2 separate regions of the Pelodiscus sinensis genome follow, and region 1 is linked to region 2. The links are chromatin contacts, called in public Hi-C maps. All regions are on one chromosome and are shown on one strand. The core of a region is the stretch at or near the end of the contact, and the rest is flanking DNA. Distances in the headings are between cores, read along the strand shown.

Region 1 (3,859 bases), core at 1,340-3,839, 820 kb before region 2:
TCAATGTCTACATTAGAATACTGCTTCTGCCAAAATAAGTCACTTTCTATGCCAACATAACTCTAACTCCACGAGGGGTATAGTTCTTTTGTTAATGCAGTTAAGACACTGATTAACTGACACAGCTGGTTGGCCATCAACCCCAGTGGGAGCTGTTAGTTGTAGTCCTCTTTTCTGGTGATGATAGCTACACTTGTCAGCTGTAGATGCTGGCTTGTAGCTGAGGCCATTGTACCCTGCTGACAGTGGGCCAGCAATGAGTGCCATGCCAGTGTTACCATAGGCTGGTGGGCTTCAGCTGTGTCCTATTATGTACCACTTCAGTTGGTGAAGCACTCCTGGTGGGGATATGCACCACCAACCAAAGGAGCAAGTGTGCATGTGAACCACTGGTGGCTTGTACACTGACTTAAGTCAACTTAATTTTGTAATGTAGACAAGCCCTGAGAGCTCACAAGCTTCAGGTATTAGATAACTTTAATTTTTCTCTTCACTGTGGATGGATCAGAAATACTGATAAGGAGAGAACCTTACATCTTAATACTGATTCCCAAAGCTATCCAGGTTCCCAAAGCTAGACAGTCCATGGCCTTTAATTTACCTTCCATGAATATCCATTTCCTCGATCAAAGTCTATCTCTCGCTGACAGACAGCTCTTACAGTTAAACAGTGATGTTTCCACAAATGGTCACTGTTCTCAATTGTGCGATTCCAGCTCTTGCAAGTCATTGCAGCTTTGCATAAGCTCTGAACGTCCAGTTCATTGAAAATTTTCAAGGTGACTTCTGGAGGCAGCAGCTCCACAAAGTCCTCCTGACTTTCTTCTTTCTTTTTGGATGATGGAAGGATGGTCCGTTCTTTACATGAAGTACCTTCCTGTTTGTTCTTCTTTGAGGTTTTCTGCATAATTTATGGTCTCCACACATCCACCATGAGTAATCCTAGGGGTGAAGAAGTGCAGGGGTCACTTATATTATACATGCAGTTAACTTTTATCAAGATAACTCTAATGCTTAAGGATATATGTTCAAGTGCTGCAAGCATAGGGTGACAATCTGTCCTGTTTTTACTGGGACAGTCCCTTATTTAAGGCCGCCTCCTTCAGTCCTGACTTTGTAGGAAAAAAAAAAAGTGGGCACATTATCCCAAATTTCCCTTGCAGGGGGTGGGAGAAGGAACTGACAGCACTCAGGGCCTGGTATCTTCCCCTTCCTTCCCCATTCTGCATGTTGTGGGGGTGAACTTCATCGCTGCAGTGGGGCAGGGTGGATGGGGAGCCACCAGCAGTCAGAGCTTTGGCTGCTGGAATCCTGAGCACTGGTGGCTTCTGTCCCACCCCTGCAACACTGACGCCTTGAGTGCCAGTGGCTTCCCCCAGCTATGGGGCTGAAGCCCCTAGCGCAAGTGGTTGCTCCTCCCTCCCCCGCCCACTACAAGGCTGAAGCTCTGCATGCTGGTGGTGGTCCTCCCCTCCCCCTCCTACAAGGTTGCAGTTCTGAGTGCCAGCAGCCCCCCTTCCCACTCCGCTGCAGGGCTGAAGCACTGAGTGTTGGTGGCTGCACCCACACAGTGAGGCTGAAACTCTGAGCACTGGCAGCCCCCTCCCCGGTGTCCCATATTCTACATAGGCAGGAGCGGCCTAGGCGAACCTTGCAAATCGGTGCCCCCACCTCCAAACCCCTCAACGATATTGTGTCACCATTTGGTACCCCATTTAACTTGGCGCCCTAGGCGATTTGCCTATATGGATAGGCCGCCCCTGCACATAGGGAAATGTGTGGAGCAAGTACAGAGTGCCTTGTGCACCCTACCTGGCCCTGTGTTGCTGCCCCTAGGTGCGACCCGAATGGGCTTGTTCACAGCCTATTGGGCAGTGGCTTGCTAAAGAAAATAGGCCCCACGCCTGTGGGCACTCTGGGACTTGTAGCTTCCATCTGGCGACACTGAAGCCAGCCGGGGGGGCATGGAGGAGAGCTGGAGACGACCACTGCTGGGATGCTGGGTGAGGTGGGGATTTGAACACTGGTGCCTATGGGCAGCTCCATGGCAATCACTCGAGCCGTGGGCGATGCCCTGTGCCCAGGCTAGGCTGCCCCCGCCCCCATGAGCTGGGCGAGGAGTAGACGCGGGTGGGGAATGGGGGAAGCCCCCCGCCCCCAGGGGCCGAGTGTGATGCGAGGGGCTCGTTTTATTGGCTGCTCACGTGTGGGTGGCCCTGGCGGCTTTTCTGTGGGCCGGTGGCTCCCGCCCGCGTTAGACGGTGCCCTGCGTCCGCTGCCAGCCTGGGCCCTGCTGCGGAACTCCCCAGCCCAGGGCGTGGCTGGAGCCAGCGCTCCCCGCAGCAGCCCCCGGCCCAGGCGCGTGGAGCAGTCCGCCCCCTACCTGGCCCCGCGCCGTTGCCCGCCGTTGCCGGTTTTAACGTCTCCCCCATTCGAACGGGCTTGTTTCCACCCTTCCCAAGGTAAACAGGACCCCGCGCATGCGCCGCAGCGGGGCACGCCGGGACTTGTAGTTTGCCTGCGGGGACGCTGAAGCGCGGCCGGGCGGCGCGGGGGAGAGTTGGGAACTACCGTTTCCGGGCGGGGCGGCGATCTGAACGCACAGGGCGGTAGCCAGACGCGCCCGCTAGCTGGCCGCCCCAGAGGGAAGCGGAAGGGCGAGAAGCCTCCCGACCTGGCTCAAGAAAAGTGCAAAGGGGCAGCGGGGGCCGCGCCCTGTCCCGCCCGCGGGGCCCATGCCGGGCTTCGAGCTCGCGCCCGCGGACGGGGGCTGCCCGCTGGCGCTGCCGCCCGGCCAGACCGTGCTGGGAAGAGGCCCCCTGTTGGGAGTAAGTCTGGCTCCTCGGGGGGGCTCCCTGTCCCCGCCCCCGCTCCCGCTGCAGCTCCCCTCTCCCCCCGTCTCCGGCCGGGGAGCCGCCTCGGGCTGGGCCAGGCGCTGTGATTCTCCCGTGAGGGAGCGATTATCCCCCTCACATTATCCCGGGGGGGCTTCTGGGGCCGGAAGGGACCATTGGGTCCTCGGACTTCACCCCCTGGCGGGGGAAGGCGGAATCACAGCCCCCCTCCTCTTTGCAAGCCTATCCCCGCTGTAACTGAGATTCCCTTTTAACGTGACTCCGGGAGCTGGGCGTTAAGAGACACTCGAAACATGAGGAGACTGATCCCTCGCACGGGTTGGCAGTGCTGTTTTGCATTGCCCCGTTCTGTAGCAACACCTTTGTCTGGATTCTGCTCCAAATGAGATGAAATGTGGGGTCTAACTACTCCTGGAGACATTCTGTGCCAAGAAATTAAATTCTGTGCGCGTGGGGGGGGCGGGGAACATTTCAGAGCAAAATATTTTAAAGTTCTATAAAATTTTGCAAATTGTATTTGTCAAAACACTACATAATCATGCCAGTTTTGATTATTTTTTGTATTTTTTTAATTTCAAAATACTTGTCACCAAGCATAGGAAAGTTGTGGTAACACCCAAGAGGTTCACTGCCCTGCTCCCCATACCTCTGCCAAAATTTTGATGGTTAAATGGGGTGCTTCCTTTCTGCACCCCTTCCCCTCTCAGGCATCAGATGCCTATGCCAGCAAATATGTCTGATTGTAACAATACATACACTATCTTTTCCTTCCCCCAGGTGTCAAGTATTCAATCATGAATTGTTTCATAGGGGTTTCTCTGCCCCCTTTCCCAGTTGTTTCCCAGACACCCACAGCCCCTTCCCAGATATTTACATCCTCCTCCCTGTTCCCCCGTAGTTCGAGGTCAGGGATCCAGAGGGAGAAACAGCCGGATGCCTCAGTCCAGGCTTGTATAGGGTTGCTTGCATGCCACTATCTCTTTCCCTCAGAATGTCCTGGATAT
Region 2 (3,754 bases), core at 300-2,799:
GATGCCCTTGCACTGGGCGCCGGCATGTGCCCCAGGGCCGGTGCCGCCCGAGCGCCTTGTGCCGTGGGCCCGGATGTGCCCCGGGGCTGGAGCCGCCCGAGCGCCACGCACCAGGTGCCGGTGCGTGTCGCTCGCCTGGGGCCGGCGCCTCCAGTGCGCCGCACGCCGGGGATGGGCCGACCCAGGTTGTCGGCGGGCACACAGAAATGCCTCGGCGGGCGCCATGGCGCCCGCGGGCACTGCGTTGGGGACCACTGCTGTATACAGTATATACTGTATATAAAGTGTTTTAACCCTTTTTATTGTGCATACTGTATATAATATACTGTAATGTTTTAGTTTTTTTAACCCTTTTCACTCGGTTCAGCTGCTTCCTTGAGGAGTTTTCTGCTGAAGCTCACTCACTAGGCTCTTGCCATTTTGATGCCGGATTATCAGGAGTGCCGTACAATTGGATGCCGGACTATTGGAGTTTTACTGTATGTACAAATATGGATATGCCAGAAAAACTGGCAGTCAGACTGATAAAAATATTAATGGTGATGACATTTCTAGTGAGGAGTCGAGTCATGACTCATCTGATGAGTAAAACTCATCGTGATAGTTAAGTATTATGTATTAAATATTCTATTCATTTTATATGAAACGAAAATCTTTTATATTTGAAGTGTTCCTTTATTTATCATATATAACTGAAATGTATTCTGAAGTGTATACTGTACTGATTTTACCTTGAGTAAAATAATTAAAATGTTTTATTATTCTTTCATTTTATGAAATACCATCCATGAAGTAATTAAGGATATTTGGATATATAAAAATAATTATTTTTGGATGAAAAGTTCAGCTTTAATAACATTATATTTTTAATTATAAAGAGCATCATAAAATCATCTAAATTATTGTCATATATTTCGAGTTAATTATATATATATATATATATAAAACAAATGAATTAACTATACATAAAATAGCCTTTATAACATATACAATTAATATGGGAATTTTTCATCAGATTTGAGAAATTTTTAGCGCTGGCCTGGGAAAAGTTGGCAACACGATATCGAACCGCTGCCCAGCTCTGCCGACGCTAGGGAAAGGTGCGAGCGCAGCATTGCGCGGACAAGAGAGCCGCAGTCTGCTCAGCGAGCCTGGGGGCGAGACCCCACCCCAAGCTGCTGCTGCTCCCGGGAAAGTGGGGCGCTGCGAGCGGGCGCCTGAGAGCACTTGCACCGCCTCAGAGCGGGCCGGTCCGCCCCCCAGCTCATCCCTCCCGCCCCGCCCCGGGCACTCCGCGCAGACCGTTCCAGCCGCTCAGGGACCCATCGGAGTCGGGCCGTTCGCTCCTGAGAGATTCCCCTCCCGCCGCGCACACTCTGCACGAGCCGCGCTGCCAGCCGGCTCAGGACACCCGCGCGCTCAGCACTTCCCATAGCGGACAAAGCCCCGCCTCGCAAGATGGCCGCGCCGGCCCCGCCTCGCGCAGACCGTTGTCCCCGGCCTATCGGCCGGCGAGCGCGGCCCTAATGACGTCACTCGCGGCGTCAGTTCGTTCCTCCCCTTTCGCCTGCGGGTGGCTCTGACGGGCCGGGAGGCGCAGGCTGAGGCGGTGCGTTCTGGAAGCTTCGCGGCGGGGATCGTTAGCGCGGGCCGGCCCGGTTCATCCGTCTCCATCCGGGACTTAGACGCAGCGAGGCGCCGGGGAACCGACATGCCGGAGAACGCGGGGCCCAGAGCCCTCCCGGGTGGCAACGGAGGCCGTAAAAGAAGCGCCTACCAGGACCGGGACAAGCCGGCGCAAATCCGCTTCAGCAACATCTCTGCCGGCAAAGGTGCGCCCGGCCCGACTGATGAAAGGGACCGAAAAAAAAATCTCTGTCAGGGCGGAAGGGGGGGGGGGGTCGGGGGATCGGTGGCGGCCTCTGTCTCGCCCGCGGTCCTGTTCCTCCTGCCGTTGTGCGGGGAAGCGCGAGGCGGCGGCTTCTTCCTACAGTGACCCCCCCTCCCTTCAGTCCCATAGTCGTGGGGGGTGAAGACTCCATCACACACACAGACCCTGCCCCCACCCCACCCCACCCCACCAGCGGGCCGGACGCCTTCGTGGAGGGTGAATTCTAGACAGTCGTCCCCCCAGGCTCCATCACTGCATCAGCTACAGCCGCTGCTGGAGACGTTTCTTCCTTTTAGCTAACACCGCATGGGCCTTGTCTGCAGGGGAGAGAGTGTTCTCTGCAAACCCTCCCCCCCCCCCCCATTTTTTCTAGGTTTTTTTTTTTAATGTAGTAACTGTTATGGTGCTAAGACCAAAATCTGGTGGGGAAGGGACTGTAATTGGCAGTTGTCATAAGGCCTGATCATTTTACCGGGGCAGAAGGCATTGAAATTTGAAATGTAAATAACACTTTAAAATTATATAGTGAAAGGGTTAACTTTTTAATTGGGATTAAGACAGTCTGCTGCAGGTGGCAGGTCTGCTCCAACCAGTTAACTGTTTCCCAGGTAAACGTGGGTGTGGCTAATTACCAAGTAACAGGGTTTACTTTTTACATCCTTAATTGAAATTCACTATGAGACCAGTGAAACCACTCAGCATTTTTAAATCTGTGTGGCTTATAATACCATTAATACCTCATTGGATTTGAAAATACTTCATTCACATAATCAGCTATTGATTGTCTTTAACATATTCCTGGTGTTAGAATTAGCCATGAAAGCCATGCACTTTATTTTTCTTAAAATTTTTTATGCTATATCAGTAAATTTGTCCTTGATAAGATTATTAAATAGTGATGCAGACAAACTTGTGTGGGAGCCATTTAAAGTTTTCTGTCCTTTTCTATACAGAAAAAACTATGTTCAGACTTGCAGTATTAATTTAGATGCTAATAAAATATACAAAAACTTGTAAAGTTGAATGTTAGTAACTAATTGCATAAAATAATTTCATTTTTACTCCTCCTTCAGCGGTTGCTGATGCTATTAGAACAAGTCTTGGACCAAAAGGAATGGATAAAATGGTAAGCTTTGAGATAAGTGCTTGAATATTTTAAAAACATATTATAAATACGTAAACAAATTTCAAAGTTTTCTTATAAGAATAGTTTTCTTTTGGGTTTTTTAATTTGCTAATCACAAAGGTGTAACTTCTAGTTACGTGCACATGATTATTGTTGGAAAAGATAATACATTGAAACTTTAGTACTAATATTCCCTTTGGTTTAAAGGAAATATCGGGTAGTTTATGACTCTTTAACATAGAATCATAGAATACTAGAACTGGAAGGGACTTTGAGAGATCAAGTCCAATCTCCTGCCTTCATGGCCAGACCAACACTGATCTAGATGGTGCTATCCCAACTGGTGAAGAGCTGGCATTCCCCTACCCCCTCTTAAAGAGACAGAGCCATGGCGGGAATCATGGCAGCGGGGCGCTTTTTTTTTTTCCCCTCTTGATGAAACGCAGCCCTAGGGCAGTGGTCCCCAACCTTTCGGGGCCGCCTGCGCGTCCGGGGACGGCCCAGATGATTCAGCAGGTGCGCACAAATGCCTCAGCGGGTGCCATGGTGCCCATGTGCATCACATTGGGGACCACTGCCTTGGGATTCTGTGGCCAAATAAAATTGGGAAACACTGATCTAGATCATCCCTGATAGATGTCTATCTAACCTGCTCTTAAATATCCTCCATTGATGGAAATTCCATAACCTCCCTAAGTCCACCCTAAACCTCCTTTGCTGCACTTTAAGCCCATTGC

What was found. A called contact is a pair of places that touch in the nucleus more often than the background predicts.
Region 1: a contact with region 2 is called in a Hi-C map of blood, with 4 times the contacts expected there. The contact joins the promoter of APLF here to the promoter of CCT4 in region 2. A contact is called at or near these places in 2 of 5 Hi-C or Micro-C datasets (blood and liver).

The regions. Positions count from the first base shown.
Region 1 is chr3:181,609,991-181,613,849 of ASM4963464v1, reverse strand. APLF (aprataxin and PNKP like factor) reads left to right here and starts at 2,589. Exons shown (of 11, transcript XM_006114108.4): 1 at 2,589-2,828. The coding sequence starts at 2,736. It overlaps FBXO48 (F-box protein 48), which reads right to left and starts at 2,531. Exons shown (of 3, transcript XM_006114107.4): 1 at 2,384-2,531; 2 at 602-942. The coding sequence starts at 907.
Region 2 is chr3:180,785,970-180,789,723 of ASM4963464v1, reverse strand. CCT4 (chaperonin containing TCP1 subunit 4) reads left to right here and starts at 1,549. Exons shown (of 14, transcript XM_075925552.1): 1 at 1,549-1,832; 2 at 2,965-3,017. The coding sequence starts at 1,712.